Regions from separate parts of the Mus musculus genome. Here region 2 is linked to region 1. A link is a contact called in public Hi-C data. All regions are on one chromosome and are shown on one strand. The core of a region is the stretch at or near the end of the contact, and the rest is flanking DNA. Distances in the headings are between cores, read along the strand shown.

What was found. A called contact is a pair of places that touch in the nucleus more often than the background predicts.
Region 2: a contact with region 1 is called in a Hi-C map of liver, with 4 times the contacts expected there. The contact joins the promoter of Egfr here to the enhancer-like site in region 1. A contact is called at or near these places in 4 of 39 promoter capture datasets (embryonic stem cells, liver and pre-B cells), 9 of 484 Hi-C or Micro-C datasets (the AML12 cell line, liver and nephron progenitors), 8 of 115 datasets of contacts at active chromatin or transcription factors (embryonic stem cells, hepatocytes, intestinal crypt epithelium and 2 more) and 1 of 9 other capture datasets (pancreatic islet).

The regions. Positions count from the first base shown.
Region 1 is chr11:16,698,019-16,704,891 of GRCm38.p6, forward strand. All of the region lies in intron 2 of Gm39583 (a long non-coding RNA gene), which reads right to left. Among named protein-coding and RNA genes, the nearest start is that of Gm25698, 31 kb to the right of the region's middle. Within about 2 kb of position 3,218, at least 7 of the 459 cell types and tissues checked have an H3K27ac peak or open chromatin away from gene starts, as enhancers often do. A contact at or near this core is called in the AML12 cell line, hepatocytes and liver, where this site is marked.
Region 2 is chr11:16,749,023-16,755,895 of GRCm38.p6, forward strand. It overlaps Egfr (epidermal growth factor receptor), which reads left to right and starts at 3,181. Exons shown (of 28, transcript NM_207655.2): 1 at 3,181-3,548. The coding sequence starts at 3,461.

The sequences.
Region 1 (6,873 bases), core at 1,968-4,467:
TCCGTGTCGGCTCATTCCTCACCGTACCAATCTCTGGGAGGACTCGAAATATTGATGTGTAGCCTCTTGTTGTGAAAGGAAAATCAGAAGAAATCTGGCTATGTCTGTGACTTGGTAAGGTCTGTAGCTGTCAAGACGACTGTTTGGTAACACCAGATGATTGTGTGTGTGTGTGTGTGTGTGTGTGTGTGTGTGTGTGTGTGTGTGTGATGTTCACTATGCTTTCAACAGCATAGTTACTGGCTTGTAACTTGTTTAATTTCTGAAATCAGCACTGTTATGTAAACTTTAGGAGAAAAAAAAAAGGTCACTTTGAAGTCTTATGTCCTCTGTCAACAGTCAGTTGAGAAAAAGTATAAGATGGGTGTGGTCAAGGTCCAAGGATCCAAGCCTCCAGGGCCCTTGTAACACCTTTATGTGGAATTTATCCAGCTTTTACTCTCTATGGGGTCTTTTATTTTTTTATTTTAGTTATTGAATGTTTATGATGGCTGGGATTCTTATTGACTGAAAGGCTTACTTAACTATTGGATTTTTGTCCTTAAAACCTGGGTCATTCTTACTTCCATATCAGGTGATTAAAACATATTTTATAGACATAGTTCCTGTAAAGTCTGCAAGGTGCTACCCTTTCCTGAAAACAACTGTCCTGTCCTTATCACACATTGTCTTGAAGAAGACATTAAGAATCAAGAACATCCATAAATTTAAATTATCAGAATATTCGGAGCCCTTGATATTCCTTAGACAAAGATACTTCCATTTGCAATTGTGGATAAACAGTCTACTCAATTAGAGACACTGGCCATTACCCCAAGAATGGATGTCTGGAAGACCTACACATCTAGAAAGTTCATGTTCAATATTATATCCAGACTTATTATATACAAACATGAAAAAAGTATCATAAAGGACTCACTCTATATTCTGTGCTTCTCCACACCATATTCTATATTCATGATCTTCAACTATGAAATTTCATCCACTATAGAGGAGACATCAAAGGAAAGCTGCTCTAGAAATTCACAGAAAGACTTCTTGGGCACAAACTTCAGAAGCAAATCAGAAAAATACCCAGGAGTAAACCTTGGGTTCACATTGTTTTAGACGGTGAAGAAATCCAGAATCTATCACCAATAGAATGCAGAGCCTTCAAACTCAGAGCTGTCAGATCCTCAAGAGCAAACTATCTCTGCAAGCAGTTGGCTGACTGATACCTAAAGAGAATTGGTGATGGATGGTGGAGAGCTTCTGCCTATGATACTGAAGAGAGACCCATAACTAAATCTTAGATCTTTTGAAATCTTATGTAATCATTCTTATATTGAATTTTTATTCACCTTTGTCATCATCTGTCCACAATCACTTTTTTCCTTTTATTTCCCCACAATGCTGTGTTAGATCACAACAGCCTCACAAGGATGTCGGCTCTTTCCACTTCTATCCATAGAGGGATTTGAGTCTTATCTAGAGCAATACAAGAGAAAAAACAAAAGGCACAGAAATAAGAAAATAAGTAAGAGTATTCTTATGGCTTTTAAACAGCAAAGGAAACTGAAACAGGTTAATATGAAGCCCACAGAGTGAGAAAAAATATTTGCCAGCTGTCCATTTGGCATAGAATTAACGTCTAGAATACACACACACACACACACACACACACACACACACACAGGTACATACACACCAAAAAAAAAAAAAAAGAAAGAAAGAAAAGAAAAACTCAAAAACTAAATATTGAGACAATAACTTGATTTTAAAAACGGGCTACAAAATGCAAGTGGCTCTAGAATAAGTTGCAAAGAGACAGTGTGAATAGGTGTGATTACTATAGATGTATATGGATGTATGGAACTCATTAAGAATTAAAAATATTGCTTAAAAATAAATAGCCTACAGAACTAAACAGAATCTCAAAAGAAGAAATACAAATTGCTAATGAATATTTGAAATGGTGCTTAAAATGCTTAGGCATAGGGGAATACAGATTAAAACTATTTTACAATTCTATTTTGATCCAATCAGAATGGCTGCCATCAGACATACAAATGCTGGTGTGGATGTGGTGAAAGGAAAACTCTTATATCTGTCATATGCCCCAGCTAATAGCTCTACCAAATGCACTTTATGTCTCACTAGAGAGATTTGCACATCTTTGTTTCTTATGGCTCAATTCACAACAGTTAGGAAGTACAATCAACCGAGAAACTCAAAACATTAATAGGGAAGAGAAATTCGATATGTATACGTAATGGGACATTACTCAACTGTGAGGAAAAATGAAATGATGAAATATACAGGTAAATACACACCCAAATGGGTGACACAGAAAAGTTGCACTTGGTGAAGGAGTGAGGTACCTACGGCCCAGAAAGCCAAAGGTGGCATACTCTCTCTCTCATGTGTGGGGTCTTAGCTTCCAATCTTTTGTTTATTATTTACCTTATAGAACAAGTAGAAGTCAGGCAACAAGTAAAGGAGAGAAGGCATTTTAAGTGATGATGGATATAGATTATAACAAAAGTACAGAGGTAGGGTAGTGGGCCTGGAAACACTTATGCAAGGAGAGTAGAGGGAGTGGAATGAAAGTGAGAAGTTTGGGGGTGGACTACCCCAAAGAAAAGGATATGAACACACGCAAACCTACTATATCATGGAACAATTAAAATATGCATATGTGAAATTTAAATCCTAAAGTAACAACAAAAAACAGGCAAAGAAGCTTCCTGTAACAAAGCAGGGTCTGACTTACTGACTGTCTTAGTCAGGGTTTCTATTCCTGCATAAACATCGTGACCAAGAGGCAGTTGGAGAGGAAAGGTTTATTCAGCTTACACCTCCAAACTGCTGTTCATCACCAAAGGCAGTCAAGACTGAAACTCAAGCAGGTCAGGAAGCAGGAGCTGATGTAGAGGCCATGGAGGGATTTTTTTTTTATTCACTTGCTTCCCCTGGCTTGCTCAGCTTACTCTCTTATAGAACCCAAGACTGCCAGGCCAGGGATGGTACCAACCACAAGGAGCCCTCCCCCCTTGATCACTAACTGAGAAAATGTTTTACAGCTGGATCTCCTGGAGGCATTTTCTCAACTGAAGTTCCTTTCTTTATGATAACTCCAGCCTGTGTCAAGTTGACTCAAAACCAGCCAGTACAATGACCTTGATAGCCAGTAGATGACAGGCAAGCAAACACACAGAGGTGTGGAAGGAGTGTCAGCATCTCCAGACACCCAGAGAAGCAGCAGCTAACACTGCCTCCCTTTGAGATGGAGCAGAGGCTGCCCAGGGCTGATGTGGCATTTATGAGATTTTAAAAAACCTCAAACCACTCATTTGTAATTTTACAAGTCCTGGGTGGGTAAGAGCAAAGGATAGTAAAAGCTGTTTCAGGTCAGACTTTCCTAGGTAAAAACCACTGGGGTTCGTTTTGATAATTTTTTGACCTGGGTTTGTGAAAGGTGAGAAACTGTGAGTGAAGACTGGAATATGGAGGCCATGTTATTTATATTCACAAAGTAGAGTTTCAGTAAACAGAACCTTAAACAAAGGATTATTTAAAGATTCACATTTACCATTTCAACATCCATTTTCTTTGTACTTTAGTATGAGATATGAAAATAAAACCAAACACTGCACAGTGAGGCTGAGACAGCTCTTGTCACTGAAACATAAACTTGGAAAGCACTTACACATGCTCACTTCTCATAGTGGGAAAATTTCCCAATCCTAAAGGAAGCAGACAGTAATTCATCCACTCATTTTAATTCCTGAATATATAATTCTGATTTTCACCCTGAACTTGGGACCACACTGAAAAGTCTTCTATGGACAATCTTCCATTGAATCAATGTTTAATATTTGTACAGTTGAATGTGCATGTCATCATCTGTTTGCAAGGTGGAATTATGTAATAATGTAATTGGCTGTCATAAAATCATGGAGCTGGACATGCATCCGTCCAATGGCATATGAAACCCTTGCTCTCCTGGCATATGGTCACTCGGTATTGTCGTAAGCACCTCCAGTTACAGGAAACAAGTTTCACAATATAAACAGAAATAGGCTCATGGCATTGATCTTGTGTCTTAATAGGCAAACCCTGTTATGTTTTATATTGATCTACTGTTTGTGGTAGAAACAGCTCTTTGCGTTGGAAATTACTTTCATCATTTGCTACCTTCTTCAATAATGTTTCAGAGCAGAAAGAACATGTTGAGGATATCTGAGAAAAGATCCTGAATAATTATAAAACACTACTACCAAGGAACAGAGCAACAAATTGGAACAACCCTGGAGTTTTGCTGCTCCAAGCAGTTCCACCTTAGGAATGTTAAGGTCTTCTTTCTGTAGCATGATCATCAACATCTAACACCTTCTGTGGTTTAGTTCCAATGAGACTAGAAATTTAAAAGAATCCACCAGTCCCTGGGTATCTGTTGGTTAAATAGTGAATACTAAAAGACACCTATGAGTTAGGAGAAAAAAGAAGTGGCAACTGTATATCAATATGTGTATCTACAGCCTCCACTGTGACCTGTGCAAACTGCAAGCAACTCCAGCACTTGATAAAGGTCATACCTGTGACCACAGGCTCCTTACTTGTTCCTAGGTTCCTGTTTCCTCTTAAAACCTAGACTGGCCCTGTCATGTGACTGAAGACAGGAGACCTGCGATTCCATCTAAACTCAGTCTTCTGAATAAACTCAGAGTGCCCTTAGAAATACCTGAACTTTCAGACCTATAAATTCAGACCATGGCCATCCCCAGACAGCAATTTCGAACTAATTTCCACACATGAGTCAGCTAGTCCAGCCAGGATCACCTCACTAGCCTGCACACAAATCAGGAGCAATCATTTACAGCATGGATCTCCCAGGCTCACTTAGTAGATCTAAAATCATCTAAGCCAGGGAATACTAAGATTCAAAGACTCAAAATTCAAAAGCCCTCAGTGTGGGGTGATGAGCAACTAACACAAAAGGCTAAGCCAGGGAAGCAACTCCAGATATACAAGGACCATGGTGAAACAGAAGGAATATGAAAAACTGAGACAATATATCTCCTCAAGAAATTATCCATTCCAAAGTAACGGTCCCCAGTCAGAGCAACTGAGATGAGCCTACAAAGAATTCAAAGAACAATTCTAAGTAAGTTCAAAGATTTCAGAGAAAATATGAGTAGATTACATAGTGAATTTAAGAATGATAGGAATATGCTCGTCAGTGGATTCCAAGAGAACACAATAATTTTGAGTCAATTCAGGAAACATTAGAATTCAATAAAATAGTAGGAATGCTGAAGAGAAGTGAAACATTAATTAAACTTCGGATAGAAATTTCAGCTATGCAAATAGAGAAGCTCAGTAGAAAGCTTTACTAAGAGGCAGGTCATGAGGAAGACAAACATCAGCGCTTGAGGACAAGGTTGAGAGACTGAGTTATTCAATCAAACAAACAAACTCAAAAACTGAGTGAATACTATGTGTAAGGTCTTTGGGACATCACAAAGAGATTGAGTTTATGAACTGAATTACAGGCATAGAAGAAGGAAAATTTGTCTCAATACCCAAGAAATTATTTCCAATATAATCAGATAAAAAAAAGTTGCCAAGTTTAGAGAAAGAGATGTCCACCCAGGTAAAAGAGACATATATAACATTGAGTAGACTGGAAGAGGAAAGAAACTCCCTGTGTCCTATGAGTCAGAACAATAAACACACAGAACAAAGAAAGGCTACCAAAGGCTGCAAGACAACAGCAACAAATTATGTAGAAAAGCAGGCCACGAAAATAACATTTGATTTTTTAACAAAAACTCTAAAAGTCAGAGGGCTTGGGCAGAAATATTTACATATTTTAAGTTTTAAAAGAGCACACTCAGCAATGCAGACAACTCAACCCAGCAGAACAGCCTATCAAAATTAAAGGAGAAATAAAAGCTTTCTATGGTAAAATATAAGCAAACAGAATTCACGGCCACTAAAATAGCTCTCAGTGGATACTGGAAGGAGCACTGTAGCTCTAGAAGACAAATACACCCACGTATGATGGGAAGACCAACATTTTAAAATGTTGAAAGAATTAAAGGAAACCTAAGAAAACAATAAACACACAAAAAAATGGCAGGAATTGGAACAAACATTTCAAGAAGGTTAAAAATTAATGGCCTTAATTGTTCAACTAGAAAACACAGAAATAAATCTCACTATCAAAGACAGACACTACAGAGGATGGAATAGTGAGCAAAGATATTACTAGAAGCTAGAAACTGGAAGCAAGCAGGTCTTTCTGTTCTAATATCTGACAAAACAGGCCCAAACTGGAATTAGTCAAAAGAAATAAAGGAAGCCACTTCATACTATTTAAAGAAACAATCCATGAAAAGAAAATTGCAAGGCTAAACACATATACAGACAACACACATACTGCCAATATTATAAAATAAATACTACTGTATATAAAGTCATAGACTGATCACAACACAGTAGCAGATGGACCAGACAGACAGCAACAACAACAACAAAAATAAAAAGGAAAGAAAGGAAAGGAAAGGAAAGGAAAGGAAAGGAAAGGAAAGGAAAGGAGAGAAGAGAAAAGAAAAGAAAAAAAGAGAAAAGAAGAGAAAAGAAAAGAAGAGAAGAGAAGAGAAGAGAAGAGAAGAGAAAAGAAAAGAAAATAAAAGAAAAGAAAAGAAAAGGAAAGGAAAGGAAAGGAAAGAAAGAGAAATAGAAACAGAGAAACATTGAGGTCAAAAGGCATCATACTTAAATGGACCTAACATAGTTAAAGGACATTGTGCTTGAATACTCCAAAATGAGCATTCTTCTCAGCAGTTCATGAGATTACCTTTAAAATAGATAACATATTAGCATACA
Region 2 (6,873 bases), core at 1,931-4,430, 51 kb after region 1:
AATTTATTTATTTATTTATTTTGGTTTTTCAAGACAGGGTTTCTCTGTATAGCCCTGGCTGTCCTGGAACTCACTCTGTAGACCAGGCTGGCCTCAAACTCAGGGATCCTCCTGCCTCTGCCTCCCAAGTGCTGGGATTAAAGGCGTGAGCCACCACGCCTGGCTCAAGATCACTTTTATTTAACATAAGCATCAATAACTCTAGTACTTGCCAATGAGTACAAATTCATCCTGACGTTACTCTTCACAGTTAAAGCCCAGAAGATTACACAGTGCATGCAGAAGATCCTCATGTAGGTGACCAAAAGGGAAGCATATTTCATAGAACCTCTCCTAGTTTTGTGCTCTGTAACTTCAGTGTCACTGATCTCTTGGTGATGATCTTGAGGAGGCTTTGTTTCTAGGAGGCGGATTGTAGTTGGGTCACACTGAAGGATGTTCTATCATGGGGCCATATTGAGGGATGTTCTAGTAACTGCCAGAAGGTCACACCAAGGGTTATTCTAACCATCAGCGTATGAGTGCTGTTGCTTCTTAACATAGAGAGAATCTTGACTATTCTTAAAAATCAGTTGTAGCTATCATTATCATTTCTACTTTACTATGTGTTCATTATGACTTGTGCCACTGACCATATCCCTTGATAGAAAATACATTTTAAGCCAGAGTTCCAGTCCTGGAAACATGAACATGGGAATCATCACTGTCTACAGACTTTTAAAAACTCATCTCCAGGCTGGTGAGATGGCTCAGTGGGTAAGAGCACCCGACTGCTCTTCCGAAGGTCCGGAGTTCAAATCCCAGCAACCACATGGTGGCTCACAACCATCCGTAATGAGATCTGACTCCCTCTTCTGGAGTGTCTGAAGACGGCTACAGTGTACTTTCATATAATAAGTAAATAAATCTTAAAAAAAAATTAAAAAAAAACTCATCTCCATCTTCATTTTGTGTTCTACTGTTATATTTCTTGCTTGGCTTTTTCTAATCACCCCTTATTATTGTATTACTTTAAAAACTGCCCTAAGTTCCTATTTGGAACATACAGCAGAAAACTGACACCTAAGCTCCCCTCCCACATATGTCCCTGGGAAGTAGGTACAAAAATCTCGGAAACAGTAAAATTTTTCTGAATGTGCAATAATAAAAGTTTAATCCAGAAATTCTAAACACACTAAGGTGTTTCTGGCAGAGCTTCACAGTGCTGCATTGCACTTCACAGTGGTCTTGCTTCTATACACACATTATTCACTCTTTGCTCTGTGCATGCTGTTACACCGTGGAGTACCAAGAAGTGCTGCATCGAAACTCAGTTCAGATGCAAGACTACCATATGGTATGGCTGCAAAAGTTTTACTTATCACATACAATTGTCTTCTCTTATAGAATAATAATGTCATAATACAGAGAACAAGACATTTTTAATATTCTCCTACCATCATTCCTTAGCATAGGAGCTTCAAATGAGTATGTTTGGTTATGTTTGGATTATATTGTGTTTGAATGTTTAATATTTAAAATCAATGTCTTAAGTCTCTTTATAAAAAGGTAACAGAATTTTAACATAGGATTAGGATGAAATTTCCAAGATGACCCTAAATATATTTTTTCTGTTTCATGCTTTGAGAATTGTAAATCAAAATATTAATTAACTCTGAACAATATTACAGATGTTCTACATTCCACAGCTTCAAGTACTCATTCAAAACCTAATTTTTTGTAACAATAAACAAATCAATCTCATTGGTATGCAAATTTGCCTTAATCTTTAGTAAGTGGTAAAGTCATATATATGCCAAAAATTATCTTAACATTGCATTAGGATCTACCATTAGTCGATGTCTGATTTGAACACCTATTTTATATAAAATCCCAAGATTACATAAAAAGCATCTATGAAAAGAGGTTGCCCGTGGGAAAAGTTTAAGAAACCCCGCTCTACTTCTCAGTGAAGGTCTCAGGTTGTGATGAGGGTCCCTGCACAGGCTGGGTGACGTGTTCCCATTCAAGACGCCACCTACAAAACTTGGGCAGCAGCCCTGACTTTGCAGGGTGCGGACGAAAAGTCCGGAATGCCTCCTTTCTGGCTGCATGGAAAAAGCTGGACTGAGCCTCACTGGTTAGCCATGACTTCTGCTAACAAGGACACCCACAGCAAAGGGGCCTAAATTAGGGGACCAAGTGATTTTGTGAAAAACTCAGAGACTTTGGATTGAATGGAAGCAGGGGACATTCCTCTGATAGCTAAGAAGTAGGGACATTGGTTGGTCTTTGCTGAAGGAATTTAGTTGTGGGTCCTGAAGTTCAGGGACACATTTCTACTGGTCAAATTCTAAGTGAACTTACTTGGCAATTTGCCTCCTGATGTGCGGCAGGGCTAGCTGAGGTCACTAGAGGATGCTAACTGCTCTAAAGATTTGTTCACTGCTGTTATGTCAAGTCTCTGCTTTTGTGGAGGAATTTGCCTCATGTGTACGTTGCTTTGCTTTTCAAGCACTCCAGACTGGCTCCAGGTGTAGAAAATGCCATGTTCTTCAACATGCATGCTTTCATCCAGCAAATATACTGAGGCCCTTCTAAGTGTCAGGAGTTGGCTGCCCTTCTTTCAGAAGACATGGAGGGTTCTTGATGGGATCTGAAGGACCCTTGGACTTCTTAGTGCCACTTCAGACTTGAGGCACCCGCCTCTGCCTGTGCTGTTGGAAACTGCTGCCAAGTCAGCCTGACCCTTCTGAGATCCTGGAGAAGTTATGGAGAATACGTGAACAGCGTCCCCACCTGTGTTATTCTCCAACCTGTGCTCTGTGGTTGGACAGTTTGTAACCGAGGTGGTCCAGAGTTGTTTGGTTAATTGAAAGAAAGGAAGGAAGAAGGTGGGAGACAGAGGGAAGGAAGGAGGGGACCCTGGCATAGATTGGCTGGACTTCCTAGGTCCTGAAATGCAGCGGAGCGGAGTCCCCTCAGAAATTAACTCCAAAGGCCACCCACTGACCCGCTGCACACAGCCAGAACTCGCCCCCAGAGCCTTGTCTAGTGGTGGCCAAGGCCATCCACCACCACCTTCCGGTCACTGCCTGCTTTCGATCCTCGCGGAGAGCGCTTCCTCTCTCCTGACATTCTCCTCCTCTTCGCTCCTCTGGATCCCTCCTCCTTCTTTAGTCCCTCCTCCTCCCGCCCAGCCTCCCCCAGTCCCGACCCGAGCTAACTAGACGTCTGGGCAGCCCCAGCGCAACGCGCAGCAGCCTCCCTCCTCTTCTTCCCGCACTGTGCGCTCCTCCTGGGCTAGGGCGTCTGGATCGAGTCCCGGAGGCTACCGCCTCCCAGACAGACGACAGGTCACCTGGACGCGAGCCTGTGTCCGGGTCTCGTCGTTGCCGGCGCAGTCACTGGGCACAACCGTGGGACTCCGTCTGTCTCGGATTAATCCCGGAGAGCCAGAGCCAACCTCTCCCGGTCAGAGATGCGACCCTCAGGGACCGCGAGAACCACACTGCTGGTGTTGCTGACCGCGCTCTGCGCCGCAGGTGGGGCGTTGGAGGAAAAGAAAGGTAAGGGCGTGTCCCACCGGCCCGCGCCCCCTGCGAGCTAGCTCGCCCAGTCCCAACCTCCGCTCGGGACTCTAAGTCCCCAGCCGCCCGCTCCTCCTCTTCTGGCTCCCAAAGGCGGCCGGGACCATAGGAGGAACTGGACGGAGTCTGGAATGGGCGAGACTGGGGCCGCCGAAGGAAGGGAGACTGGGCTAGGAGCAGAGGGGCTGCCAGGGCAGCGTGGGAGCCGCGGCTGTGCGCTCCGGGGCTCTTGACTGCTGCCAACTTAGTTGCCTCACTTTCCTGCGCTCAGTAGGCGTTCGGAGCAGAAACGTGGTGCGGGACAGCGCGGGACGCCGGGCATTGGCGCACGTGCGCCCAGTACTGTCAGGGAGAGCGGAGGGACCCCGGATCCTCAAGCGGGTCGGGTGTGTCCCACCCGCTCAGTGTGAGAGTTGAGGGACTGGAGTGCGAACCAACGCGCCCCTGGTCAAGGTCGGAACCTCTGAGACGCGCGGTTTCCTGAGCGCGGTTTCCCTCAACTCCTCTCTTCTCCAGCAGGGTACTCTCAGGACCTGGTAGCCTGAGTCCCAATGTAGCTTGCAGATTTCTGGCTTGCCCTTTCGCGGGTGTGTAGTTGCAGCAATGACCTGGAAGTGTGGAGATCTCTCTGTCACTAACCACCTAGGACTTCTGGGAAGAGATGGTGTTAGTGGTCATTTGCTTCTTCACTAGGAAAAAAAAAAGGAGGGCGTGGGGGTGGCGGGTGGGGTGGGTCGATTCCGCCTCTTAGGCATAGAGCATGCCAGAGACTTGCCAGGCTAGGTGCACTGGTTGGGGACCAAGGCTCCATGCCAGATTGGAGCTAGCGTTGCGGGGTGGCTACTTCCCCTGGGATCCCTGAATTTGCCCTTTCCCAGAAGCTTGGGCTGCTGCAGCATCACTTGCCTTTGCAATGGATGGCTGACCTCCTTGTGACAGCTGGGCCCTTGGGTGTAGTGCACCCTTGGTGTTTCAAAATGAGGCCGGTAGCAAACTTTCTTACTTGTTAGCTGAGACGTTCCCTCTTGGGTTTCTTTTTCTTTTCTTTCCTTCCACACCCCTCCCCCCCCCCAAGTGATTGATATTTGGCCAACTAAAATATAACCCCTAATTAAAAAGAAACATTGATGTCCATGGATCACACATGCCAACTGTCCAGACGGAACATGAACAAGTCTGGCTTCATGACTATCCGACCATAAACCCACTTGACACGAGAAACATGCCTCGGAAGGTTTAATTGCACAATTTCAAAATCCAGCCGCTCGGGTTCCAGGAGTCAGGTCTGCACTTGCTGTTGATGTCATCCGCATCCAAGTTGGACTTGGGGGTTGGTGCTCCGTGCACTTTTGTTGGAGGGGGTGTAAGGCTCAGTTTCCCAAACTTAACTACACAATGAAATCATTTGGGTTTAAAAATCAACAAGCAAAACAAACTACACCCCTCCTCCGTTGTTTAGCTACCACTCCATACACTCAGATTTCACGGGTCGATCTTGAGAATTAGAATTTTCAAAACTCTTGTAGCATTTGATTTGAGACTCGCTAGCATAAATGAAAAATTGATAACATCTAAAGGAAGACTACCACGACGGTTCTAACGAGCAGGAGTCTGGGAAATCTTGCAGTACAGGAAATAGCAGGGATAAAGTCGGTAAAGAGGGCTTGCTTTTTTCACAGATGGGATGGAGCACTGTGGAGCTTTTCTCCTACCTTCCTTAGCTGAAGGGCTCCAGGCCCCATCGGTCAGTTGCCTGGCATCTGTGCCTACCCATAGGACTCCCTCCCCTAGTTTTCAGTTTCCCTTAGAGCCCCTGTAGAACACCAGTTGTCTCAGCTTAACTCTGTGTTTCTTCGCTGTTAGGTGTTACTGTTATGAACACTGTTAGTGGTTGGAGATTTGTTTTCGGTTAAATAAAAATGCCACTTCATCTGTCTGTTTGTATGATATTCACTTAAAGCCAAATGCTTCTGGGTGTAGCAGGAAAGGTAGCAAGCAAATATTTATCTGTCAAAGTAACGTAAAAAGGCTAAGTTCTAAAGGACAGATTATTGAAAACGTGAGACACCCTTTCTGCAACAGGCTGATAAAAGATTTGTTTGTTTAATTGGTCAGTTTTGTTCCAGACTGGCTCCCTTAGTTGAGGTAGGGTGTTTATCCTTCCCTCCAAATCTATGGTACCATATGTAAATGTCATCAAAGCAGAAGACAGTTAGACTCTGTTTTCAGTGCATTGTCAGTCCTCACATTGCATGTAGTGAGAGGTGATTCTCATCATCTGTTTGGGGAACCTATGCACAGAGAAGTGTAGTGATTTTCCCCCATAGCTGTTAAGAAGTGATGCCAAAATTGATTCAAGTTCCTTCCACCTCCAAACTACACTACCTTATTGTAGGAGGACCAGGCTAGGTTAGGTGTGTAAATGACTCAGTTCTGATGCTAGAAGGATAAGGACCAGGAAACAGGCATTTGAAAAATCAGTCCCCATCTGAAGCTTGCTTGTTTAGTGGCCTACTTTCCTGTTCATGGATGCTGTGGTCTCCTGGGTTGCCTTTGATGGGGGCAATGTTGTCACTAAAACAAAATATGGGCAAGGTATTAGCTTGGACTTGCTGAGCAAGTTCCACCTGTACCATGATGGCAGGAGAAGGCGCTTCTTTGGAAAAGATCCTGTGCAGAGCAAATGAGGAGAGAAGGGACCCTCAGCCTGAATAAGGCAGTGGAGTTTGGAGGTGGAACCAACTTGAAGGGGATTCCAAAGGCTTCTCAAGACTGTCTGTCTGTCTGTCTGTCTGTCTGTCTGTCTGTCTCTCAGAAGACTGGGTCTTGGGAAGCCCAGTACTGGCTTTCTATCCAAGAAGCTTATGTTTTCATTCCAGGTCTAGATTAGATGGAAAGTCCCACTGGAACTCCAGGCTTCTGAAGTCTCCTTTCTAGATTCAGTAAATGTTTATTGCTTGTCTAAGATGTGGCAGACATTATGAGTTTAAAGGGGGATCTTAATGATTATATTATTGCTTCCAAACATATGTAGTTCTTGAAACCACTAGTTAAACATTGGTAATCTGCTTTTCAAATATGTAAAACAGACTAGTACTCCGACTGACTTTCTTACGGTGCACATTCCCAGTGGTAGGACATGATGTTATCTGAAGTCAGGTGGTGACACCAATAGACTCAACAGCTTCCGTTGGCTTTATTTACTTAGCCTCATAAGTCATAACTTTTCTAAAAGGAAAAAAAGGTGCTGGATTTGATATCTTAATCTCTGAAGGCTCTATCACTACCAAAATGTCTGGTCCTT